Regions from separate parts of the Mus musculus genome. Here region 1 is linked to region 2. A link is a contact called in public Hi-C data. All regions are on one chromosome and are shown on one strand. The core of a region is the stretch at or near the end of the contact, and the rest is flanking DNA. Distances in the headings are between cores, read along the strand shown. Region 1 has its middle 17 kb from the start of Gm35455. Region 2 overlaps Fam120b (family with sequence similarity 120, member B).

Region 1 (4,925 bases), core at 629-3,128, 300 kb after region 2:
ACTGTGGCCTCCATTCAGACTTGTTCATCAGGACATCTAAACATGTCAGTATCACAGAGGTCACAGAGGAAACACATGGAAAACAATGTCTTCTTTAGTGTGTGTGTGTGTGTGTGTGTGTGTGTGTGTGTGTGTGTGTGTGTGATGTGTGATGCACCTGCATATGTGAGTAAGTGTATGTAGAGTACACATATATGTGTGTAGCTTGTCTGTGTGATGTGATTACACAAGATTTCATGTATGTCTTTGTATGCAGGTAAATGCACTATACCCATGTCTCTGTATGCTTATGTCTATGTGCATGCCTGTATGGATGTAAGCCTGCATGTGCAAGCGACATATTTCTTCTAAGCACTGAGTAGTAGCCATTTTCTCCTTGGCAGTAGGACTCATTACAAGTCCTGGGGGCACGGCGGGGCTCCTTGGGAAGGCAGACATGCTCCAAGGATGAAGCCTAAGGAAAGTTGCACATTGCCTGGACAAGCTGGGCTGTGAACTGTACGTTCAGGTCTCAGGCTTACCTTGGGCAATGGCTGGGTCACTGTTGCATGTGATGAAGGGCCTGGCAGCCATTTAGACTTTGAGGGTAGCCTGGAAGATTTTTTTTTTCTCCAAGATGTCAACTAAGATATATCTCCCATCTACTAAAACAGCATTGTCTGTCTAGAATCAAGGATACCAGTGGCCAAGCAAGCTCTTCCCACTTACCTATAACTAACAGAGCACCTTTGTGGGCCCTAGGACCTTCTCCTCTGCCAGCTTCCTGTCTGTGGGACAGCTAGCTCACTGGCTCCAGCCTGGACTTGGGCAGCTTCCCAGAGTGTGTCTTCCTAACCCTGGGTGTGCAATAGGAAGATTGCTTAGAACTAGGGATTAGCAGCTCTGCACCTTCCCAGGAGCCATCACAGATGGTGGCTTGTCAATAGACCTTTTCTGTAGACATCTTTCACAGGGCCACCTTCCTTCGGAATGGAGGAATGCTGAGGACCCAATGGGTGGCCCTATTCCCTGGGCCAGAGAACAGATTTCCCAGAGTCCCTGACTTTCTCACAGGCCCATCTGCTCTACCGTTTCCATCTAGAAACACTCTCAACACTCAGACCAACTCCGACCTGCCTTCTTTGTGGGCCCAGTGAATTAACCATATGGAAGGACTGGGTACAACCCACACTCAGTCATGTAGGACCAAAAGATACTGGATGCAGAAATGGCTGACCAGTGGATGTCCTCACTCAGAGCTGGGGTGGGGAGGTGCTTTCATGGGTCCACATGTCCACATGGCAGACCTAGATCCTGGAGGACGCTCTAACCAATCCTCACTGTTCAGTCAGACACACAGTTTCCCCCGTGAAGCCTCTTATCTGCTCATTAAAACACAGGCAACTCGCAGAGACCTTGCTTTGTAAAGCATATGCCTGCTGTTCTGACCCCACCGAATCCAACAGCAGAGGTCCCATCCCAGCGGAAGGCACAGTGCAAGTTCTTGGTGTTTATTTTGTTTCCTTTTGCGATAGGGTCTTAACGTGTTGCCCAAGCTGATGTCAAACTCTTGAGTTCAAACCATCCCCTTGCCTCAGCTTCTGGAGTACCTGGGGGCATGGTCACCTGACAGAGGCCTAATATTTGCTCTTCTGTAGTTAGCTCTTCTTTCCTTTCTCCCTTTTTCCCTCCGTCCCTCCCTTCCTTCCTTTCTTTTTCTGAATGAGGCAAATATAAATTATCAATGTCTTATATGTTCATTGCTAACAAGCCCTGCTAGATGTTTCTGGCCCCTTAGGTTCTACAATCCATAAGCGCTGGCTTCTCATTCGCTACTCCTGGCCACTTCCCTTGCGAACGAAGCTGTTCCCTGACTGCACCTGGACACTACCCAGGAAAGTGTCCAGCACACAGAACGGGCCCAAAGGTGAGCCAGGAGTGGCTGAGTGTGCACTCGGGGTCTTGGCTTCCTGTTTAGGTCTTTTATTCCCTGGGTTGAGAAATAACCACTTTCCCACCAAAATTCCTGCAGACCCCTGTGTCATGAGACATTCAGGCCATGGCTGCTGAGGGCCTTCCTTCCCCTGCAGCATTCTTCATACTTTTTTTTCCCATTGGATAGTTTCTCAGGTTTCTCCCTGCCCAGCACAGGATGACCAGAAGTAGCCCCAAGTGAGGCGGATCACATCAAAGAGTATTTGTCTTGGTTTGCGGCCTGTTTGGGTCCACACCAAGATAAACTGCACTTTTGCCTGAGCTGATAACAAACAGCTGCATCTCAGTTACTTCTGCTGAGGGATACAGCGTGTTCAGATCTGGGCTTGTCTGCCTGCTCTGAATCAGCACATCATTGACTGGGGCTCGATCCCAGAACAACTGTGTCGCTGGACAAGGTGTCACAAACACTGTGTCACAGCATTGATGGGTGGTTTTCATGTCAGGTGCTCAGCATGAATTGGGCAGGCTTTCTGCCTCCCATACTGTGTGCCAGGCCCTACTACTGTGAAACCCATTATACAGATAAGAACAATGAGGCATTGAGAGTTCACGTTGCATGCTCACATCTGAGGCTGGAAAGGGCAGAGCCTGGAGCCTGGAACTCAAACATGATCTAACCCCTCAGAAAGCCTGTTACAGTGAAGTCTGTGACTAGGACTCCAGGTTCCCCAAATCCACACTCCGCCATCACTGATGTGTGCCACCCAACACTTGCCATGCTCCTGTAACATGGCTGGCTTCTATCAGTGCAGTCTGGATCAGGGTCAGCTCCCCTGGTCCTCTATAGCATGCAGACAACCCAAGTAACACATTGAAACTTTCCTCACAGAGGGAAAGTGTTGTGGGGGAGACAGCATTGACGGGAAGTGACAATGGAAAGAGCGTCACTCTGCCCTTTGAAAGAAATTGAAGATAAACCCCGCCAACATGTGCAAGCCGCTGTGAGTCAAAGCCACTGGCCAAAGCCATCTCAGACACAGAAAGCCAAGCTCAGAATAGTGTGACCTAGAGTTCATGTTAAAGAATTTTATATAAAATTTACATATATCTTGATTCCAAATAGTCAAGATTCAAGAAGCCACGCCTTTTCTTCTTTCATGCATAAACGAGCCTGGCCTGGAAGGAGCAGAGAGCGCCCATAAAACCTCTGTATCTCATACCTGAGACCGTGTATCCAACTGTTCCTAACCATCTCTGACGTGGCATTACTTGTTTATAGTCTCTGTTGCTGCACAATGCTTTGCCACAGATGACTCATGAAGTTAATATCACCTGTATCCCTTCTGTTATGAGCAGTGTCCAGATGAGGACATTCTGTCTTGCAAGAAGGTCCTTAAGCAGGAAGGCAAACAACTCAGAATAGCTTCAGGAAGTCCATGAAACTGACTAGATTCATTATGCTCCTCCCTGCCAGAATCCATAATAAAACTTGACAGTTCCTCTCAGACAGAGGGAAGGCAAATTGCAAAGAAGATTTTCAGACCTGACCAGTTTCCTGGAAGGAGCAAAAACCAGGTGAGCTGCCTGGAAGAGGTTTAGACCAAGTGAGACAACCTGAAAAGGATGCCCTCCAACTTGTTGAGCTGCCTTCAGGCTTTGTAGTATGCTCCAGATCCCCAGCTTTGTGAGCTGTCACCTATAGTGGGGTGGGTTTCAATGATGCAGCTGTCGTTGAGTCATTTCTGCTCCTGTAAGTAACCTCTCATTCATATTCCTATAAGTGACCCCAATAGAACTCATTGGATCATCCCCCTGGTAATGGGCAAAAAGACACCTTGGTGGTGGTGGTGGTGGTGGTGGTGTTCTTACACAAGTCAAGGGCAGAGCAGATGGTGGTTCCTTGTTCTTCCTAACTTGATGCCCGGCAACACAGTGGAGCTGACCCTCATGGTGAAGGCATGGGTGATCCAGTTCTGATGGTGTGAGAGCAGGAGAGCTGACCCTGCATCCTGCCAATGGCCAGCATTTGGTCGCTTAGCCAGAGCAGTGCTGGAGATCTTGCCCTGGTGGTGCAGATAAGGGAGAGCTTGTGGGCTGACCCGCTCAGCTACCACCCAGGCCCAGATCCAAGGCTCTAAGTTGGCCCACCCCAAAATCTACATTTGAACTATTGGGGCGCAAGGGACCTTTCTGCTGATCCAAAGCTGCAGGATCTCCGTGACACAGGGCAACAACAGGACAGCCAGGAGGAGTCTCAGTGAGGATCTACTATTGATGGTGTCACAGAATCCAGAGATCTTGAACCAAATGAAACATCTGAAAGTGAAGATGTGTGGACAGAGGGATATACTGTGGGGCACACGGAGACACACTACAGCTTCCACAAGGAGATGTTTCCTATGCTTTGTTTCTTGTTTATTTTGTTTACTTGTGTGTGTGTGTGTGTTTATTTTGGGGGGATGGTTTACAAGGGTGAAGGATAGATATGAGAAGACAGGGAGATGAGAGGGACTGGGGAGAATGGTGTGAAACTCACCAAGAATCAATAAAAAAATAACCTCATTGGTTCACAAAGTTGAGCGTTGGTGGTATCTGTACATTGGTTGGTCTATGGTGGGTCCTCTATCTGTTGTAAGTAGATGATGTGTGTTGAATCCCCCCACTAAATGTTTTACTCTGTAACAGCCTTTAAGCCAGAAGCCCCAGCTGGCTAATGTTGGTATTGTGCCTGTTAGAATCAGCATCGGCTGTGGTCCTTGGGCTTCAGGCCTCTCTAAAGCCCCACTTATTGGCAGGACTGAGGCTCTCACTTCATTTCCTGCTCCCAGCCGCCAGAGGATTCCTACTCATCCCTATGCCTAGGTGAACACTACCTTCTTCAGGAGTGATCTCTCCTTTAGCACGTGGAACCCAAAGTTATGTCTTTTCTCTGGAATGTCTCCCTATGACAAGGTCACATTGCCATCTTCATTACATAGAAGCCTCTCCCTACTAGCCCGAGTCTGTGC
Region 2 (4,733 bases), core at 1,484-3,983:
TACCTTTATTAGTCCAAAATAAATTTGCAAGTGATTTCTTTGATAATATTTTAGAATGGCCAGATAATTGATATGAGCAAAGACTTGTTTTTATCTTTTTGCTGCTGTTTATGCTATGTTCTTATAGGCAGAACATGTGATTTTAGTAAATTAGCTTTTTTTATTATTTTGTCTGAGGTTTGCTTTGGGGCCTAAATCATAGTTATCCTATGAACTATCCACATGTGTTCAAAAAGAATATAAACCAAGAGACAGTCACTCCTCTGTTTCTATTAGAACACACTTACTTATTAACGTGTTCAAATGAATGTCATTGCTTTTGTTGTAACTGACCTGTTCATTTCTGGAATGAATGTGCTATATTTATCTTGCATTTTACTTGTGTTTTGAAATTGATTCCAGCATAGAATGTAAGTGGCTTTTCTTCTCACCCTCTTTCTAGTTCATATTACAAAACATTGACAGATAATATATCGTTTTCTAAGCAAGAAAAGGCAGTGTGCCTTTTCTTTGTCTTACTCAGAGGCCTGTCACTTTCCTTGTAACAGTCAGTCTATTGCTTGCCGGTTTATTTGCTTTTACAGTTCAGAACTGCTTAGTGGCACCTGCAAATTTCACAGATTTCTTTGCCCAATGCTGGGTCATACAGTCTCTGCGTTCCATGGGATGGAGCTTCAAGCTGAGCACACCCATTTCCTCTTAGAAAGGATATATGGGTCAAATTTTTGATTCCTGAAATTGTGTTGATTTTTTCCCCTACTCTAGGAACACTGATTATAGGATTCTGGACTCAACATTATTTTTCTCTAATGGGATACGCCTGCTGAAAAAGGCTTGACATAAAAGGCAGATATCATGCAGAGGGCTGTCTGGGCCACAGAACAGGACTTTGTCTTAAAGAAAAAAAAAGTGAAGTATGAGTTTAAAAATGTATTTTTATTTTATTGTATATGTGGAAATTCTATCCCAAGACTTGACTGGGAAACAGCGTAAGCAATGCTGTCACTGGGAAAGCTCTAAAGGTGATAAATATTCCATCAACACAGTGGCCTATTTAAACTTGTGACTGACGTACTCATGCATTTTATTGACAAGTGTCAGGATGCAGTTTCCATGACGGAAAACAACTTTCATAGAAATAGACTTTCAACTTAAGAGATCAGAATCTGAATTAAAAGTTACACAAGTAGACAGCAAGGAAACAGGATTTCTAACGGCAGCAGTGTTTGAAGAGGACGGTATTCGAGGGAAGGACCAGAAGAGCCAAACTAGGCAGCAAAGTCATGGCAGCTACAAGCTCTGCAGACACACTATGCTTAAGTCCTGCAGGAGCAGAAGGAAGCTGAACAAATACAACCATGTTCAAATGCAGGCGAGATACCTTTCTGGTAAACACAAGAATCTCAAGGAGAAACGCAAGGCCTCTCTCTGCACAGCATGGTTGAGCCAGTGGTCTGGAAAACTGTCAGCGTAAAGGTGACAAGGTACATTTTTAGAAGCGTTATTAAAATCTTAGACAGGAGCACTGAAAGGATACATCTTCCAGTGACCAAAGTGCTTGCATCTCCTGACGGAACTCAGTGTCCCCAGAGATACGGCAGGGCCATAAGGGCCCTGGACAGGCACAGATACTCTTGGATCCCCAGTGGAGATGGATAAGAACCTCAAAGAGGATCTTACTTTTTAAGCTTAACCCACTATGCTTCTTTTAAAAAAAAAAATTCTTTTTTTTTTTAAACTTATTTATTTCATCTTTATGGGTGTTTTGCCTGTGTGCATGTCTGGGCATCACTGTGTGTCTGCCTCTCACAGAGGCCAGAAGAGGCTTTCGATCCCCTGGAACTGGAGTTTCAGACAGTTAGTTGTGAGCCACCGTGTGGGTGAGGGGAATCTGGAAGAGCAGACCCTGTTCTTAACCGCTGAGCCAGGTTTCCTCCAAGCAGAACCAACTCGCCCACAAGAGAGCAAGAATTTATTTAGTTGCTTTTTTTTTTCTATCCAAATACTTTGTGGATCAAGAAAAAAAAATAGATGAATACTTACTTTTGTTAGATTTTCTAATGAAAAAGTAATTTCTGACAGATTGCATAGCTATTAGATATCATGGTTGGTGGTCTGAATGAGAATGGCCCCATAAGCTAGTATGTTTGAAAGCTTGGTCTCCAGTTGGTGGGAAGGACTAGGAGGAGTGGCCTTACTGGAGGAGGTGTGGCTTTGCTGATGGAGGTGTGTCACTTGGGGGGTGGGCTTTGAAGTTTCAAAACCCTGAGCCATTCCCAGTTGGCTCGTCCTCGCCTGGCTCCTGTCACATACCCCAACATGATGGTCCGAGGCTCTACCACCCTATGGAACTCTAAGACCCAAATCAAATGCTCTCTTCTGTAAGTTGCTTTGTTCACAGTGCCTTTTCACAGTAACAGGAAAATAAGAAGACATCATGAGTTCAAAGACTAATGACTTGAGGAAACATTTTCACAATTTAATAGTAAGAAAATGTTTGGAGTTAGACTCCTGCTAAGGTCAGGAGAGCATTCTCAATGATAGTGTCAAGTGTTCTGGATCATGGAGTCAGGAGCAACCTCTGAAACAAACCAATGGGATATTTTTATAGTTTGTGTAGGAGAAACCTCTGAAAAGCAATTTTCCTTCCTTTAAAGGGTTGCCCCAGTTGCTGTCCTTGTTGCTGAGACCGGAGGGCAGAGTCTGGACATTGATCCTGTTTCCACACTCTTCTGGAAGAAGCAAACATCTTCGATTAGGTTGGTAGATCCCAATCGGGAAGCTGGCCCATGTGACATATTAACCACTTGGCCCTCAGCTTTAAAGACAGAACATCTACTGGTTCACTGAGAGGCTGGGAAGTACTTTACCTGTACAGCATCTAGTATCTTCTCCAGTGGTTACGCTCATGCTGTCTGCCCCCTGTACCAAACAGAGATGAACACCAGAGTAAGAAGAAATGTCTCCACACACCAACTCAAAGAAGCGGCATGGCTCTAAGCACACATAAAGACGAATTGCTGAGCTGTACTGGAAGACAGAACATTTTTCAGTTGTGACCACCTGTCATTAAATTTTGCTCTATAATTATTCCATTAGAGTGGAAGCAATTAATTAGGAGGCATTGCTATTAGTAGAAGGAAACTGTCAAAATTGTTTCTCTTGGTGCCAGTTCTGACCATCTGCAGGACATCTAGATGTTTATTACTGCTAATGACTTTGGAAATGGAAATTCATATGCAGATGGCTCTCAGAGGACTTCCTGCCAAGCACAGAAAAAGCGACGTGTGGCTTTTCCAGGGCTGAGCACACAAGTGCCCCAACCCCACAGTGTAGCTGGCCACTTCCTGCCTCTGACAGACACGGGGGGTTGGGAAGGGGCTTGGAGCAGAACTAGCCTTGAAGGAAACAGAGTTTCCACATCTTAAAAACAACCCTTTTTTGGTTGGGCATGGTGGAACTCAGGACTCTCAGGCAGGTGGATCTCTGTGAGTCCCAGGCAGGATAATGCCACATAGTGAGATCCTGTCTCAACACCACCACCACGCTTTTCTGTAAGTCTTGCTCTGGGCTTTCTTTGGTACCTGGAAGTGATGGCTTTAGCATGCACTGCCTAATGACCCCTAAAGTGTGAGGGTGACAACCCAAACAGGTGTCCAGATGAACACAACCTTCAGCACCCCTGCCATCGAAGCTCTCACCCCTGTGGTTTCCTAGTGTGCAGGCCCCTCTCAGTCACCCTGAGAAGAGGGAGAGTGAAGAGTCTCATGAAGTTTACAGCTCTTAGTGGAATGTAACACATTTCTCCTCACCAGCTGGGCTGAATGATAGCCAGGGGCAGGCCAAAGCTTCAACTCAGGCGCCATTTGTTCACAGGGTGACTGAATCGGCCCTAGACTTTGATGTTGGCTACCTGTGGGGTGTACCCCACCCCATCTGCCAGGCCATAGTCCCTGCAGTGACCCTGACGGCTCACATTCACGAAGTTATGTTATTATTGCATGTTGTGAACGTGTGGCGACTATGCCCATGATGAACACTGCCAATTTGAACATAAGCATTTTGAGCCTTTTCTAACATGAAGAGTTTTGTCTATTTTTTTTTCTAATCTTGAAATAGTAACACCTTTCTACTTTATATGTTGTAGAGATGAAAAGTATTAAAGTTAGGAAAACCCCACTAGGAAAATGTGCTGGCCCAAAACACAAGCCCAGTCATGTCACCAAAAAAGTAGATTGCTTCATCTTTAAAACAACAACAAAAAGCTCCAATTAAGGACCAACTGTACAAAAGAGCACATAAGCAAACTGTGACACAGCAGTAGCAGCAGGTGGCCTGTGGACTTTCTTCCACACGGGCAAGGTGCCAAGGAAGCTCTGTCCTTGCACACACACTGCCCCTAGCTGCTTCTAGACTCACCTCTAGCCATTGAGTCTGACATCAATCCAGCACAAGGCCACTCAAACTGGCCTTTTTGTCTCAGGTCCCTAGAACTTTTTCTAACCCAACCTTCACAATCAGGACTGTGATTCTGTTTCTATTATAAGCCCCCCCCCCCCCCCCCCGCCAATAAAGTTGCAATGTCCTTCAAAGTTCCAAATCTCAAACCAGGGCCCAATGTCTATGTAGTTTTTTGGGCCTTAACTAATGTGGCCAGTGCCACATTTCAAATGGGATTCTCTGGTCCTGAAGCTAGATAATACTCCCAATGTGTCACGTTTAATGTGGCCACA

The links. Hi-C and Micro-C count contacts between places; a contact is called where the count stands out from the background.
Region 1: a contact with region 2 is called in a Hi-C map of liver, with 1.6 times the contacts expected there. The contact joins two enhancer-like sites. A contact is called at or near these places in 1 of 15 datasets of contacts at CTCF or cohesin (the NIH/3T3 cell line), 1 of 484 Hi-C or Micro-C datasets (liver) and 2 of 9 other capture datasets (embryonic stem cells and embryonic trunk).

The regions. Positions count from the first base shown.
Region 1 is chr17:15,132,409-15,137,333 of GRCm38.p6, reverse strand. No RefSeq gene overlaps it. Among named protein-coding and RNA genes, the nearest start is that of Gm35455, 17 kb to the left of the region's middle. Within about 2 kb of position 1,878, at least 2 of the 459 cell types and tissues checked have an H3K27ac peak or open chromatin away from gene starts, as enhancers often do. A contact at or near this core is called in liver, where this site is marked.
Region 2 is chr17:15,429,766-15,434,498 of GRCm38.p6, reverse strand. Fam120b (family with sequence similarity 120, member B) reads right to left here. Exons shown (of 11, transcript NM_024203.3): 10 at 2,871-2,922; 11 at 918-2,732. The coding sequence ends at 2,882. Gm49668 (a long non-coding RNA gene) reads left to right here. Exons shown (of 3, transcript XR_003952352.1): 2 at 2,658-2,759. Among named protein-coding and RNA genes, the nearest start is that of Gm49668, 4.0 kb to the left of the region's middle. Within about 2 kb of position 2,733, at least 71 of the 459 cell types and tissues checked have an H3K27ac peak or open chromatin away from gene starts, as enhancers often do. A contact at or near this core is called in liver, where this site is marked.